Regions from separate parts of the Dromaius novaehollandiae genome. Here region 1 is linked to region 2. A link is a contact called in public Hi-C data. All regions are on one chromosome and are shown on one strand. The core of a region is the stretch at or near the end of the contact, and the rest is flanking DNA. Distances in the headings are between cores, read along the strand shown. Region 1 overlaps FGD6 (FYVE, RhoGEF and PH domain containing 6). Region 2 holds the start of CEP83 (centrosomal protein 83).

Region 1 (5,496 bases), core at 281-2,780, 280 kb before region 2:
CCGTCTCTCCCAATAATGGTAATTAACAGCTACCCCAGGCAGGCATAGCTGCACTGCTTCCCGTGACATGAGGACAGCTCATGAAGAGTAGCTCAGCTGTGAGAGGAGCCCTGAGGCTCTGGTCCTGGCAACCCTGAGTGCAGCTCTGTGCACCCAGAGGAGCCCAGCTGACTGCTCAGCGCCAGTGAACAGCTGTGCCCCCTGCGCCCAGCACACACGTTCACCAGGAGCAGCAATTGCTGCAATTCTGTTCAGCCCACTTAAGTTTTCTGCTGCACTGTTAGCTAAAATCTCTCTCTCTCAAAAAAAAATACCCCTATAATTTTAATAAACTAAAACAGCTTTTGGAAGGATGCAACAAACACTGGGCCTGTGGCAGGGCTGTGTGGGGAGGGCTGGGCAAGACAGCAGAAACAGCACTGCCTTTTTTGCTGCGGCAAGCCATTATATCAGTTCAGTTGCCAATGGAACAGCCTCTGCTCTGAACTTCTGTGGGATTGGTAATAAGGCTAATGGCTAACATTAGCAGAACTGCTAACTGTGAGCTCTGCAGTAAAATATTGGGGCCATAGCCATGCAGCTCATTGTGTGAGCAACCCACTGTAATCAGCACGATCTGGGGATGCTGAATCTCCAGGATTGCAGCAACTTTTTAAATATTTAAAATAGTTTTAGGAGCCTAATTAAATGTAATTGGATTTTGAAAAAGCCAAAGGAATTGACTGGAGCTATGAATGTTATGTAGCTAATGCAGATTGTTCTTACCAGATAAAGAAGCAAAGGTAAATAAACTGAACAAAATGTTCCACTCAGAGAGTGAGATACTGGGACAGACAATAATACGCTGCTTTGCCCTTGCTTGTATCTTGTTTCCTCTTCTTTTGTTCTGACTCTCACCCTGTGTGCATTAGATCTTTGTTTCTCCTTTTGCCTCCCAGTCTTCCCCTTTGTTTACCTTACCAGATTTGTCCTCTCTGATTCTATGTAGTATCCAATTTCATTCAGTTCAAAATTCCTGCTCAAAATGTTTTTCTTAAAGGCTCAAAGATGATCAGAGCTTCCAAATTCATCTAGCATAAAACAATAGCCATCAAAAATAACTGTTGTTGTGTACTTTAAGTGTTGTGTCCCTCATTTGTGTAAATTGTTGCCTTCCTTTTTCCTAACTTCCCGCTTTATACAGTTGTCATGTTTTTTTTTTCTTTTAAAAAATAATCTATTTGATGCTATTTACATAGGAAAAAAAAATACTGTTCTGAAATTTTAGAACCCCTTTTTAAGCTGGTATTGCATCGTAAACAAGCAGTCCACCTCTTCCCCTGCCACAAGCTGGTCCGGCCTTCCTCAGAGCCACCCTCTCCTTTGTGCTGGCACAAGTAATTGTTCACCTGCATGATGAACCCAGTCAGGAAACTGATACAGAGGATTGCCTGGCTGATTGCTTGCTGGGTTAGTTTTAATCTGCATTTGTTTCCCAGGCCAGGTCACTGCGCGTACAGCCCACTGTGTGGCCATGTAAGTGTCTGTTCTGGCAGGTGAGAAGACCTAGCGGCTGAAAGGGAGGTATTGCAGGCTGTCTATGCAGCAGCAGCAGCAGCAGCATGGATTTATATTGTATAAAAGTGAGAGTCTGCCCATGGCCTCGGGAAGTACTTTGACGTTGTACTTAATACAGTATAGCTACAGGCTCCTGCTGTACCAAGCAGTCCTTGTTCTCCTTGCTTCCTGTGTCACACCACTTGATCCTAATGCTTTCCTTGCATCAGACTTAGTGATCCATTAGCTGCTGGGTAAAGAGATGCAGTAAGTTGATCTGCTGGAGGACCGCTCTTCTCTTTGGGTTAGCTGATCCAATGGAAAAACGGCAAAAAACAATTTATTCTGAAGCTGCATAATTACTAGACTCGGTAGGAGGGAGCAGTCAGGAGCACTGGGCTGGGGAAGAGGCAGCCCATTCTTTTTGACAGAAGCCTGGAGTTTCACAGGAGAGTTTCACAGGATCAAGTACAACAAACTGCACCCTGAGACACACGGAAGCGGGGAGAAAAAGGCTTAGGGAAGCTTCAGAGCCCCTCTTACGGGAGAGGGCCCATGACTTTGTTCTGGGAGCATCGTTTACACCAGTGGCAGTGTTACTCAAGCTATTCAAGGGTCTACCCAGAAGGAGGAAATAATTACATACAAGCCTTGAAACAATCACAGGGTATTTTGGAAGGAGGAAAGGAGGGAGGGAATCTGCATTAAAACAACAGACACAATTCTTTTTTACTATTTGTCAGCACAAGCACTGACATCATGCAGATGGTTGAGAAAAAGCAATCAGCAAAATCAGCTCGAGTAGGAACAGGAGACAATCTGTAAAATTTAAATTGCAGGAGAGTTAAGTCAACATGTAATAAAGATAATGGAATTCAACACTTGCTTCTTAGTTTTAAATGTTAATGATAAATTGATTTTTTTTTAAATGTTAATGATAAATTGATTTTTTTTTTTAAACTCGAACAGTTCTGCAATGGAAAGAGATGAGTGGTTAGATGCCATCTCCAGGTCAATTGAAGAATATACAAAAAAGAGAATCACATTTAATCCTAGTAGAAGTCTTGAAGAGGTATACCATACCATTATTGTTATTTTGTTTCCCTTTTAAATGTAAAGATTCTTGGGAGGTGTTTAGAGAATCAAAAGATACTTTATGATGAATAATAAAACAGAATAGTAAATTATGAGACTAGATGATGATAGAACAAAGTGGTATTTCACAGAATTATTGATTTCAGAAATTTAAACTTTTTACTTCCAAAAAACCCAAACCAGCCTTCTCAATCCTCTCAGCAATCTTGAGAAGAGAAAGATGAAATGAGGAGATTTTAATATGTAGTGGCTATTGATAGAGATATGCTGGTAAAGCTTGGCAGTCACAGAGCCTTTATGAACCAATTAAATGCAGCTTTGTCTTTAGGCTTGTGTTATAATGGCCACTGGTGAAATAGTAGATAACCTTTATTTAAGATGATAACTATATATTAGAGAAGGCTTTTCAGCATTGTTAGAGTTAACCTGTAATCACTGATAAATATTAATGTATTTTTCATTACTGAATTTAATGGTATTCCACCTATGTCTTCTCAGGCAGATCCAGAGAAACAGGAGGAAGATAGTCCACTAGGCTCAAAGGCTCCTATCTGGATTCCTGATACTAGAGCCACTATGTGTATGATCTGTACTAGAGAATTCACATTGACATGGAGAAGGCATCATTGCAGGGCATGTGGAAAGGTAGGCCATTTTGTAATCATCTTCTCTGTTAGTTTTTCAGGTTTTTTTGGTGTGACAAATACAAGCGGAGCCTGGTTGCACTATATCTGTTTTAAGGGGACACTGTAGTATGACACAATAATATGGGTTAAAAACAACACAGTTATTATTTAGAGTAAAAAGTGTATGACAGACCAGTGTTCAACTTTTAACCTGTTCCATGTTTTGTGTTTCGGAATACTATTTATGGTTGTTTCCTACTCCTGCAACTGTATAATACAAACCAAGGATGTTAGCTGAATTGTTCAAAATACCTTCCTCCACTAATTTTCATAAATGATTCAGTTTTTATGTTAGGACCAAACTTATTTAATATTTAACTACTGTGAAATACACGATTATCTAATAAACCTTTATTTTGCTCAGAGTACAGAATTCACTGTAATCAAGACATCTGTGTTGCAGAGAAATTGTCAAGAGAACAACAACTACTTTTAGTTATTTTGTAAAAAGCTTCTGAATTGAATAGTTTTCAGTAACACAGGCTTACTCTACTTTTCATGAATTGTTAACATTGGCTTATTGAGTTGTTTAATTCAGTGATTTTTCTACTTAAATTGTTATCATTTACAGAAAATTGTTGGTCAGCTGAGATCACTCATGGAAAAGGAGCAGAATGTTGAACGCATAAAGAAAAGCCAAGATCGTTTTCAGTATAAAATAAAAACCTGTTTGAAGTTCAGTTATGAGCCTAAGAGTACTGAAATGTACATCTTGGAGGTATTTGGTGATTTCAAGATACGTATAATGCACAATAATGCTTTTATTTGTTTACAGATTGTCTGTCAAGCTTGTTCATCAAATAAACACAGCTTAGACTACATGAAAAACCAGCCAGCAAGAGTATGCGATCATTGCTTCAGAGAACTACAGAAACAAGGTAAAAGAAATCTGCTCAACTTGCCTGTCCTATTTCTGTAGCCCTTATTGCCATGGTATGTGCTTCATCTTTGTGTTTCTTTGCAGCGCCCCTTTGAAATAGAGGTGTTCTCAAGGAATTGAGATGCAGAGATCTGGGAACATAAAGTGCTACCTCTGCCCTTTTTTGTGAATTATGTGTTCAAGTGTCTAATTCTGCCTAATTGCCTGAGAAGCTATAGCATCTGAGTAAGTTGTAAGAGCCCAAACAACTTACTGTGGAGTAAATGATGAAGTGAATTTGCAATACATTGGCCCTTCCTTGGTTACAGTCCACACGCATGCATTTGCTCTATGATAAATGACATGTGGCTTATGCTGCTTTCTTTTTGGGCTAACTTGTGTTAAATTACTTTTCATTTACCAGAGGGTACAAGTATACATTAAAGTCCTTGCAACTTACCTTGCAACAGTGGGTTCACATGTACTTTTACCCTCTGTAACATGTTTATATGCCCATTCACTTAAATTTTGCCAGCGAAGCTCCTGAGATAGCTAAAGTTCTGGGGCAGTACTAAAGACAGAGGCCTTTATTTTACTGAAACTGAATCTCTTAATGTCTTTCTCAAGCCTCAGCTTATCTAGGACTTGAAAAGTAAGTGTATCCGTTCTGAGGGCATGATCTAACAGCTGTCCCCTAAGCATGCCTACTGAACACTAACAACATGGATTTCAGTATAAAGCACCACAGCTAGAGCTATTTTCACTGAAACACTTTCGGAGAATGTGGCACTATTAATGCCTGCCAGCAAACGAAGTTTGGAGAGCTTCATGATGATAACACTTCCTCGGAGAGGAGGTCCAGGGTCAGCTTGCTTCTCAAGCTGAGAGAATTCAAATCTGTCTCCCTGGAATTAGCTTCAGGTCATTATGTAGGAATAAATATAAAATCAACAGGGGCATTCCCCCCAGGAAGGTGGGAATCCAGTCCCACCTCACAAGACTTGCTCTGAATTGTGTCCAAAGACTCTAGCATAAAGTGCACAGTCATAAGCAGGGACTAAAAATGTGTGCGGCTCTTCCCTCTGGGAGGGGCTCCAGTTTGACGCAAGCTGTCTGGGGTCTCAGAGGGAACCCATGATGCCCTGATGAAGTAATCAAGCCATGGCCTCCAGCATGCTAGGAGTGACACGTTATCAGCTGGACACAGAAAGTAGCATCATAGCCCTTGGAGCGGTGGGAGCCTACATAGACAGGGAAGGGGCAGGTTGCTGGACCACCTGCAGGTCTCTGCCTTGGGCGCTAGAGGCTGCTGTGCTGCAG
Region 2 (4,816 bases), core at 1,582-4,081:
AGTATTTTAAAGAGACTTTACATTTTTGTAGAATAAGCTATTACCATATGCAGCTGCATGGACTTCTATTCTCAAGAAAAACGTGGGTTTTGAGAGATATCATAGAAAGAGGAATTTGTCACTGGCTGAATTCAACATATTATAATATTCAACTTATTATTCCTGCTTCCTTTAGGTACTTCCTAATTAGCAGTTAGATTGGCTGACTTAAAGAAAAAACAAGCAAATCTCAATATATTTTTCCTCTCCCCAGCAAGTCGGTTTCCTTTCATATTTATTTTCTTTCAATTTTTTTCCATTTGTCTTGTACTATTTATAATTCTCATTTTCTAGCTTTTTCCCACTTCTTGCTATCTGGCCTTACCTCGTTTAACCCTCTTTTCCTTCTGTCGTGTTCATAAATCACATGCATCTGCTTGTTACGCCTCCTTCCCTTAGCCATCTCCTCCTTGGGCCCTTGGACTCCATCTTGGCTATTGCTTTTTGTTTCCTTTCCCTTGTTGTGTTCTACAAGATTCACAGGTCGAGCCCAATCTGAGTCACTACAGCAGCCTTAGTTTTAAAGCAATTAGAGGTAGAAGCCTCTCAGTGTTGCCTCTTGCACTGCTGTGAGACATGGGGAGAGAAAGTCACTGTGATGGGCAAGAGCACCATTTTTACCCATGCCACAAAAATGCTAGCTAGTAGGTGATTAACTGAAATAGCCTAACTCAGTGAGCCTCAGAAGAAAACAAGTTCCCTTTTTGACCAAGGCGAAAAGTATGGAGGCAAAAATGAAGTAACATGATTTCCACCATCTTGAGTCCTCCTCTTAGAACATGGTTCCACCATGGAAATGCCTACATAAAACAAATGAGCTGGCAATAGACACCCGATCCTGTCTTTTGACTTTAATGACTTAAATAATTCTAGAGTTTAAAAGTTTTACCTCCTCTATGACCCATGCAGAGGTCATACTGAGTGACCTAGATTCCTGACTTCATGTTTATCATGCAAATTAATTGTCTGCTATAGCTTATAGCTGTATAATCCTAATGTAGGCAGGCACAGACAATAAATACCAAAGAAAGAACCTGGGCCATCCTACCATTCCCGTTAACGAAGCTGTGCAAGAAAGGAAGATTTCTGTTTGACTTTACTTAACAGGTAGTGTTTGTGGAGCTGATAGTGAAAAAGTTAGTTTAAGAATTAGCATAGTTGATATGAAAAACAAAAACGATAGACATGCAACCTCGTAATAATTTTCTTTAAAAATTGCACTGTAAAGTCTTGTTTAACTACTGTGATTTGCATTTAAATCTGTTTTGCATCAAAAATCTGTTTAAAAATAAACACTAGTTCATTTTGTAAGGTGAATTTTTATCTTGTTTTAATGCTATTTATTTCAGGATAACACATTTGTATAGACTGAATGCTGTTATCATTAAAATCTACACAACATACACGTAAAACACTACAGCATCATCAATCTGTACATACTCAATTTACGAGTGAAGTAAGTACTTCACTAGCGTAAGTGAAATACTAGTCATATCACTGTAGCTATAAAAGCAACAAACATGTTTTAGCTACCTTCTTAGCTAAGCTTACAACCTCCTCTAGGGGAACTAACTGTAATGGTAATTCTTTGTCCAGATCTGTATAAAACAACTGGCAATATGTAACATTTGGCTTTTTTCTCTTTTTCCTTAGGGGGTTCATCAGTAATACACACATTCTAAAATACTAGTTGAAGCTAATTTTAATCCTTGTTAAAGGATTGTTAATCTTATTAAGCGGGCATCAATACTGGTCTTAGTCAAAGACATTTCAGAGAGAAATTGATGAACATCTTACTAGAAGATCTTGTTTACATTTAACTGCTCTTACTAGTTGGTGTCAATTAGAAAATAATGATAATTATCAGCAATACCATTAATGTATTTTTATGTAGCTAGATAAGATACTCTTCTTGGTATTAACAACTTGACTACAATTACTTAGCATTATTGAATACCAAATACAATGCACACACTTTTTTCTTTTTTGTTAAAGGCCTTGGATCCACACATTTTCAGAAATTACTGTGAATTGTACAAACGTGCTTAAACCTCTAACAGCATTGCATGTTGTTATTTTCCTCTCTCCTCCAGAAGCAGAACTGCAACGACTGGTAAAGGACTTTGTGAAACTCGGTACAGAAGCTTAAATTTGCTATGCAGTGACATGCAAGATGCATTTACAACACACTACATTCAGCAGCGTTCTGGTATTCTCCTACTGGGGAGTGCCATATAAACAGACAGGATCAATGCAACTGCTTTTTTCAATGCATTCATTCATCCTCAAGTTGCAAATTAACCAACAAAAGGGGACGAAAGCTTTCCCCCTCCCCATGCTACCTTCAGTGCAATTAATAACCAGAGACATACATTAGGAGAAAAAAAAAAAACCCAGGAACCCTCGATTTATGTATCTTCTACTTTTTCACCTGCCATAGTATCCTTCCTTTAAAGAAGCCTGGGGACAAGCATTAATTCGTACCATAATACCGCACGTGTAAGCGGGGATTTGCCGTAACCGCAAAACCATTGCCTGAGAAGGCAAAGACGAACCCGTGGAGGCGATGAGACACCAGCCGTGCGGGGACGGAGGGGCAACCGGGCCCGCCTCAGCGGCGCTCCTCACCGAGGGGCCGAGAGAGGGCCAGAAGGGCCAAAGCGCAGCACACCACCACCCGCCGCAACGGCCCCTAACGGCCGTTAACCGCCCGCGGCGGTGGGAGGTGCTCCCTGGCGCCGCGCGGCCATTGCCGCGAGGCGCCGCTCTACGCACGCGCGCCCGGCGGCCCCGCCCAGCGAGCGGCTGCCGCACGCGGCCCCTCCGCGGGGGGTGGGGCTATGGCGCGCAGGTCGCGCGCGCCCGTTTCCCCGGCAACGCGGCCGCGGCCACTCCCCACCCCCGCGCCGCGCTCTGCTCCGCCTTCCCCGGGGCGGTGGCGCCGCACCCCTGTGCTCCCAGGATGCTCCGCGGGCCTGCGGCGGGCGGTGGCGCGAGCGGAAGGTGAGGCGCCATTTTTAAATTCCTCAGACCGTTGGCGGCCGCTACCGGGTGAGCGGGCGTGGGGCGGGGTGGCCGGGCGCCGCTGCGGGGAGGGCGGGCAGACGGGCGGCCCGTGGGCCTTCCTGCCTGGGGTTTCACCTCGTGGCGTGCGAGCTGGCCGGCCCCTCGGCACCCGCTCCGGCCGCGGCCCTGCTCGCTCCTCCCTTAGGCCCGCCGTTGCCAAGCGGACACCTGTAAACCCGCGAGGAGCGGTCGGCAGCCGGTCCCACAGCGCGGCCGTCTTTCTCTTGTGTTTCCGTCCGGTGGTAACAGCCTGCTGCGGCCTCGGGGAGCTGGTAGTGGGCTGGTGACCCCCTGAGTTTGGGGACTGCCCAGCACAAGCGGCAAAGTTCAGGGACAGAAAGAGCCTGCTCTACGTGCATGTTCTCGTGTTATCTTTTCCACCAGTGGGCTTCATCCACGTGCAGTTTGAGGATGCTGATTATTTTTCTGCACTTCAGGATGTCAATTTGACCCCTGTATTAGTGTAGTACCGATATTAGTATAAAGTACATATTAGTGTAGTACAAGGCTTCTGTATCCGTAAGTCATACGGAAGTCAACAGCATAAGTGTCATAGTGACTGACACAAGCCTGCTCTGCCTCACATGCTCGTTATCCAAAATAAAGCCTGTGCACATGCTGTAGGGTGCATACAATCATGCTTCTGCCTGCAGGACCGCTGTGGAATGCATATACTAAGAGGCGATATCTGTCTTATCTGAATCTCTCTGTCTTTAAGTCAATATGAATGTGAAATGCTTTGTCAGTAGAAATGGAAGAAGAATGTTGGTTGTGCAGCATAGAGTATTCATGACAAGCAGCAGTTTATCACATCTGTATACCTGAATAAAACTTTGAATGACACTCTAGTAAGCAAAAGTTTGTCGTGTGCATTTGAAGGACTCATGTCATGATATAGTGAAAAAGATAACTGGCATATGATGTCTGACTAACTGTTCTCAAATACAGCCAGGAGAGTTATCAAATGTAGCTACCATGCAAAATTTTAGTTTGAACAGTAGTATATCTGGCAATGCTGCAACTGCTATTGGTTTGCTTTAGCTGTGTACTAAAGCAAAAATTTGCGTCTTATGTTAAGATATAACCTTGTTTTTGTCCTTTGTGTAACAAAAAAGTCCGATCTCCAATATATGATAGAAACAGAGAGGCTGATACTGTGTGTCATACACTGTGAAATAGTGCATGCCTAATTGTTGTTGAAATTTGTACTTTGAACAGTTCTGTGGAAGAAGTGAAAATAGTTGAAGTGAGATTGATGTGCTCTATAACATATAAATCATACAGATGTTCTCCAAAATTTCAGCATTTACACATGCAAAAGCACTGTTTGCTTTCACTGGATTTTCTGCTGTGATAGCTGAGTAGTATCCAAATTATAGAAGTTCCTATAATAAAGGATTTCATGTTTCTCTTTGATTTTTTTTCCCTAATATTTGTTTTATTTCTATTTTTTAAAAGGTGATTACTTTGGCTATTGCAAGTTGCTGATGATGGAGTAAAGAGTGAGGAGTGTTAAAGTAATGGTAGGTAAGCTACTGTATTTCTCAAATGAGATATAATTTTGTTTTTGTTTTGATTCACTTGCTCTTCTTGGCTAGTCTGATCTCTTGTGAGTGTGTTGCATAGTCATTTAACGTGGGATTCGTTTCACTTTGTCTAAAAGTTAGGTATTCAAGGCTGTGGTTTCATGAGCATCTGAGCTCATGATGTA

What was found. Hi-C and Micro-C count contacts between places; a contact is called where the count stands out from the background.
Region 1: a Hi-C map of brain shows a contact between it and region 2, with 5 times the contacts expected there. The contact joins the enhancer-like site here to the promoter of CEP83 in region 2. A contact is called at or near these places in 2 of 4 Hi-C or Micro-C datasets (brain and liver).

What each region holds. Positions count from the first base shown.
Region 1 is chr1:47,234,470-47,239,965 of bDroNov1.hap1, reverse strand. It overlaps FGD6 (FYVE, RhoGEF and PH domain containing 6), which reads left to right. Exons shown (of 21, transcript XM_026123172.2): 15 at 2,506-2,608; 16 at 3,130-3,276; 17 at 4,093-4,195. Among named protein-coding and RNA genes, the nearest start is that of NR2C1, 20 kb to the right of the region's middle. Within about 2 kb of position 1,530, at least 2 of the 2 cell types and tissues checked have open chromatin away from gene starts, as enhancers often do.
Region 2 is chr1:46,955,407-46,960,222 of bDroNov1.hap1, reverse strand. It overlaps CEP83 (centrosomal protein 83), which reads left to right and starts at 2,831. Exons shown (of 18, transcript XM_064510270.1): 1 at 2,831-3,090; 2 at 4,564-4,632.